2 separate regions of the Mus musculus genome follow, and region 2 is linked to region 1. A link is a contact called in public Micro-C data. All regions are on one chromosome and are shown on one strand. Each heading gives the region's core, a stretch centred on a gene start, on an enhancer-like site or on the middle of the called end of the contact. The rest is flanking DNA. Distances are from core to core; before and after follow the strand shown.

Evidence for each region. Hi-C and Micro-C count contacts between places; a contact is called where the count stands out from the background.
Region 2: a Micro-C map of the G1E-ER4 cell line shows a contact between it and region 1, with 17 times the contacts expected there. The contact joins two enhancer-like sites. A contact is called at or near these places in 6 of 15 datasets of contacts at CTCF or cohesin (CD8 T cells, the G1E-ER4 cell line, embryonic stem cells and 1 more), 19 of 484 Hi-C or Micro-C datasets (the G1E-ER4 cell line, the HL-1 cell line, the HPC-7 cell line and 7 more), 7 of 115 datasets of contacts at active chromatin or transcription factors (the 230-238 cell line, Th17 cells, embryonic stem cells and 2 more) and 3 of 9 other capture datasets (adipose tissue, liver and pancreatic islet).

What each region holds. Positions count from the first base shown.
Region 1 is chr11:11,787,316-11,790,034 of GRCm38.p6, forward strand. No RefSeq gene overlaps it. Among named protein-coding and RNA genes, the nearest start is that of Fignl1, 20 kb to the right of the region's middle. Within about 2 kb of position 1,311, at least 85 of the 459 cell types and tissues checked have an H3K27ac peak or open chromatin away from gene starts, as enhancers often do. A contact at or near this core is called in the G1E-ER4 cell line, the HPC-7 cell line, Th17 cells and 2 more, where this site is marked.
Region 2 is chr11:11,973,154-11,976,012 of GRCm38.p6, forward strand. The region is part of intron 2 of Grb10 (growth factor receptor bound protein 10); the gene reads right to left. Among named protein-coding and RNA genes, the nearest start is that of Grb10, 63 kb to the right of the region's middle. Within about 2 kb of position 1,413, at least 81 of the 459 cell types and tissues checked have an H3K27ac peak or open chromatin away from gene starts, as enhancers often do. A contact at or near this core is called in the G1E-ER4 cell line, the HPC-7 cell line, Th17 cells and 2 more, where this site is marked.

The DNA.
Region 1 (2,719 bases), core at 61-2,560:
AGGTGGAGGATATCCCAGTTGGAGGCCATCCTGGTCTACAAAGAGAGCTTCAGGACAGGCAGAGCTACACAGAGAAACCCTGACTCAGGTGGGTAGGGGGGACAACAGTACCATTAGGATAAAGCAATTTATTTATGGAAAAGGGAACTCCAGGGAAATGCAACTAAAAAACATACAGGCACAGCTATTCTAATATTTGACAAAATGACATCAAACCAAATATAGTCAGATAAGGAAGGCCACTCCACACTCATTAAAGGGAAAAAAAAAAATCAACCAAGAGGCCACAACGCCAACCGCGTAGATCCGCAGTGCTCTCCACTTTCTTGGTTTATGCAGTGAGCAGTAGTGAATGCAGGCTCCCCTGCCAGTGCCAAGGATGATGAACTCTCAGGCTCAGCTGTGGATGAATCACTCACCTGCCTGAGCCTCCTCCGTCCCAGGCTCAGGGAACAGCACAGAAGAGTGAACAGAGAGAATGTAAGAGTTGTCGGCAGAGCTGGGAGATGTTGGCTTCTGGATACGCCACACACGGCAGCCAAACACATCAGCTCACAGCACCTGTGGACACCAGTGCAAGACCTGCACAAGAGTAAGCCAGTAAAAACTCCAGCATAAATGAGGAAGACATCCCCAAGATCCCATTAGCGGAGGAGTTATTAGAAGTTGATGGCTACTGTGGTAGGAACCCACTACAGACCCACACCCATTGCATTTGGACAGCATTAAGAGGACTCGGGGCTTGTCAATTTAAAAAAAAAAAAAAAAAGGAGTAGGGTGATGGGGTAAAGGCCTCTGGGGAGAGTGGAGGGAGGTATCAGTAGATAGATATGATTAAATGCATTATTTAAATGTATAAAATTTTGAAAGAATAAAATCATTTTTAAAAAGTTGTTATGAAGCCAGGCGTGGTGGCACACGCCTTTAATCCCAGGACTCGGGAGGCAGAGGTAGGTGGATTTCTGAGTTCGAGGCCAGCCTGGTGAGTGAGTTCCAGGACAGCCAGGGCTATACAGGGAAACCCTGTCTCGAAAAAGAAAAACAAACAAAAAACAACAACAACAACAACAACAAAGTTATGAGTTTTAAAGGACCTAAACTCACTGTTAAAATACGAAAAAGACTCTCAAACCTGAGCTTTTTCAGCAAATCAATAGACTGAAAATTTCTAACATCTAGGTTGGAATTCCTTGCAAGGGTACCTACCAAAACTCAAACTTTTTTCCACAGAAGGATAGAGTCCCTGGCCGAGCGCCGGGGAAAATCTGAGAGGCGCTCGCCCCCTAGTGGCAACAGAAGGCAAGATAGGGAAGCCGATTTCACTGGTCTTAAAGGGAGCTTGGGAATGCAGCGCGGCCTTTTAAGGCCAGGCACAGGCTTACCACCTAGTTAAATATGCTTTGTGAGAGTCCTTTACTTGTGGGTTAGTTTTGAAATTAAAACCTTGCTTTTGAAATTGACCTTAAGAACTCAACAACTGGGCCTACTGAAACCAGTTCTTGTATAAACACTGTTAATGCCAGGCCCACAGGGACTGTGGGGAAGCCCAGAACCCTCTAGCTGCTCCTATGGACACTCCTGACCTCTGCTGGTCAGAGCAGGTGGAGCCTGCCTATCTCAAAAACCTAGCTCAGAATGCAGTCTGAGATTCTAAGAGCTGGCTGCTCACCACACTGGCCAGTGACACTGACCAACTCATGAGTGAGTATGACAGAAAATGACGGGATGTTAACAGATCTGGGCTCAAATCCCAAGGGAGCAAATCTGAGCTTCGGTGAGCTGTCAGAGGGCTTCATTACTCTCCGTGGCTGTAGTAGAAGGGCATCTTCTGTCTCTGGGGTGGCTGTAGGGGAAAACGAAATGCAAAGGTGTATCAATTCACAGCGCAGTGCACAGGACTCTCTTCACCCCAAACACACACACACCCTCAGCACTGTTTAGAGCCTGCCATCTCGTTATCCAGACTAACTTCACCGTGAGACCAACCCAGAGAGTTATGAGGAAGATGAACATCCACTTGGAGTATATGATGCCGACCCGTGTGCTATAAGCGTTTTAATGTCATTTCTCTGTGAAAAAAAGTTTAACCCCTAGTTGGGTTTGTGCGTTTTTTGAATAGGCACCTAAATTACCACTAACCGTTCAGCTCTGTGTTTACCAATTATGTTTGTAAGCTAGAAAACCCCAAATATCCTTCAAATGTGCATGGATTAAAAACAACAACCAAAAAGTCCACTGTGTTATGTGCATATCATGGATACTAAAAAAAGAAAGGAAAAAACCCTAATATTTGCACCAACATAGTAAGTAATTGCATTCCCTTGATGAAATCAACTAAGAGGTTGCAATATGTGGTTTATGAAAACTCTAGCAAATGCAAACTAACATTTATGTTAAAAAGCAATTCAGTAGTTGTCCGGTGTTGCTTGAGAGTCAGGTGCAGTGAGTAGAAAGAATTACAAAAGAAGTCAAAGGTGTTTTCTGACTTGAGACGCATACTGTGGTGATGTAATTGTTAGCTTGACTCGATTTAGAATCATTTAGATTAATGATGAACACTTCCTGGTGCATCTGTGAAGGCATGCTCGAGATATGAACAAAGACGGCTCAAGCTACCCTGAATGGCAGATGGATAGGCTGGGGCCAGGGTGGAATAAAGGGGGCAAGGAGAACGTCCATTGCTTTCCAGGGATTCCTTCTCTGTTTCCTGGCCACAAGA
Region 2 (2,859 bases), core at 163-2,662, 190 kb after region 1:
GGGTTAATTAACATATTTAAATTATTTTGTCCCCCAAACAATTATTTTGTTAACAATGAACCATTAAGAATTACCCATGCTTCTACTCAAAAGTAAGCATTTCTATGATGACAGATCATTTTGGAAGCAACACAGGGTGAAACGCAAAGTTCACTATACTAAAGAGTGTGTGTGTGTGTGAGAGAGAGAGAGAGAGGTCCATTCACTGACTAAAAGAACCAAGTTTTGCTCCATGCAGAGCTACTTCCTAAGCGTTTAGACAGAAAAGAGCCTTGTAAGACACCGAGCCCTCCCTATTTCTACTGCTCTATTCCTAGAGAAACCCACTGGCAACACAGTTCCTGGTCCGACAGCGCTCCCAGCCTCTGAGAAAATGAAATGGCTTGGTTCGTGCTGGCAGATTATCATTCATGGCTATTTTTCCCTGGGCTTGCTGTAGTCTTTGGCTGTGCCGACCCCTGGTGGCAGTCCCTGGTGTCTCCTGTCCTATTTCTTTTTTGGGGAACAGGTAAATTCCTGGGTTGGTTCTCTGTAGTAAAGCCAAAGCCAAAGCAATTCTGATACTATTCAAATATTATTCATATAAAGCAGGTAGATTCTAGAAGAGACAACACGTTCAGATTGCTGTCCTCTCCTCTGGAGTGGGTAATTTCTTCATCTGAATATACTGTACTGGGTGGTCTTTGAAAGGATACCAGGCTAATCTGAGAACATCCAATTACCAGGTTACGGTCTTCACTAATCAAATATAGCTGCTATGCTCAGATCCTCCAAATCTTTAAGCTTTTCAGAGCTGTCAAAATGAAAGTAAAGCCTCAAAGTTCTACAATGGTTTACTCAAAAACCAACTTTAATATGTCCTATGAGGACAATTACTAAGTTATATGTTCGGATTTTTTTTTTTTTTACAATTACTGATAAGACTTTACTTGAAGTTCCTAAAATTCAAATGTAGACTAAAAATGAAATCTTCTAAATTATGTTTAAACAGCTGATTCTTAAGGGTCTACACTAATTTTATTTTTTAAGTACTGGAGTTAGATATAATAAAATTATATTAGATTTTTTTTTAGAAAATTATAATATTTACTTATGGCAAGGCATGAATCACAGCAGTTGGGTGCTGGATAGAGGACAACGTCTAGGTTGATTTTCTCCTTCTAATTACAATGTGGGTCTGGGATTAAACTCAGGTTGTCAAGCTTGGAGGTGTCTTTCCCCGCTGACCTATCTTACCAGCCTCACTTTCAGTTCTTGTAAATGTTCTACAAGCTTATATTTTTCTCAGTGAGGACCTTGTGTGTCTTTTCTACCCGTGTGGCTAACTGCTAAACTGTTTTGTACTCCCGTGAACCTGAGCAGAGCTATCATAAACCATTTGGAAAAGGCTTTCTTCCAGTGAACAGAAGTGGAAGAAGGAGACAGACTGATATGCTCTGATGAAACAAGTTCCACAAGGGTACCTCTTCAGAAAGAATGCTAGGAAAGAAAAGAAAAATGGCTTCATAAAGGCAATTTCACCTCCAATGAATTTGTAAGAATGTGTTTCCTGAACAAACATGGCTGCCAAATAAAACTCTTAGTAGCTGTCTCCCTTCCATAAAGAGCCAAGTTGCAACTGGGCATGGACTTTGCCCCAAATATTTGAGGTCATCTGATCTAAAATTCACATCTCTTCTTGCTTCACTGTCATTAACAAACTCAAGGCTAGTTCTGTTTGGAAATATTGGAAATACATATAAATTTAGTTAAATAAATTCTTATTTGGCTCATAAGCCATGACTGGCAAATATCTCCCCCAAGTCAAGTGAGGTGTGCTGATCTGGAAAGGGTACGGAGAGGGGAGAGGTACAAGCAGAGGAGGCTCTCCCCGCCCGGGCATGCGGGCGTGCGTACCTTAGTACCTTAGCAAATAACACACTTCTTGGTTCATAGCACCATCTAGTGTCTTTTCTACGTGAACTGGAGCTTAACGGTGGTTCTGGGTTTTCTTCGCTACATTATTTTGTCTTAAAGACATTTGCATTATGCATGTGATGTATCCATTGTGGTGGCCCAATCTTCACAGTAAGCCCCCCTCCACGCCCCCCAGGAACACTCACCACCTTCCTTGTTTGCCCTGGCTGTACATCTCTTGGGAAATGAAGAGCTATAGGCAAGCTTGTGTGTCTATGTGACTTAATGACAGGGAAGGAAGAATTAAAAAGCATGTCTACCTGAGAAATTTCTGGTACTTAATTTTGGACCATGTTTTTGCTGCCGTTTTCCTGGACTTGAGTCAGATACAGACACACAGCACGTATTTGGTCTTTCTGATTAAGTGTGTGACCAGAATTGGTGACAGCACTTTGTTAACTGAACATGTTACCTTTTGTCATCCTAATAAGAGGATCTTCTTCTTTAAGCACCTTCTGTTTTTGTAAAGTCTTTTAAAAACTCAGTTACAAATCAGTATATATGCTACTTTGTTTGTTTTCTGATTGGTCATTTTGTGGCAATTGGTAAAAAGGCTTAAAGACAGAAATGATTATCAACACTCTTTTAAAGTACACTTGAAGCTAAAAACAATGACCTAGGGAACAATACTTCACTATAAAAAACAGTTGTTGGTATTGAACAACTGTCATTGTTCACACTCCAATCTGAGGGGGCAGAAATCAATCAATTAAACATGTGAGAAATGTTACAAAGGGAAGCACTAATTCACTAATATTTTATTATTAAGCATATTTAATAACTAAGTGAAAGATGTTAAAAAAATAAATGAAGGTACTATTAGTTTCCTTTAAGATTTCATATGTCCATGGATTCAAGTAACCACAGAGCAAAAACATTTGGGGGAAAAATCTATACACGTAC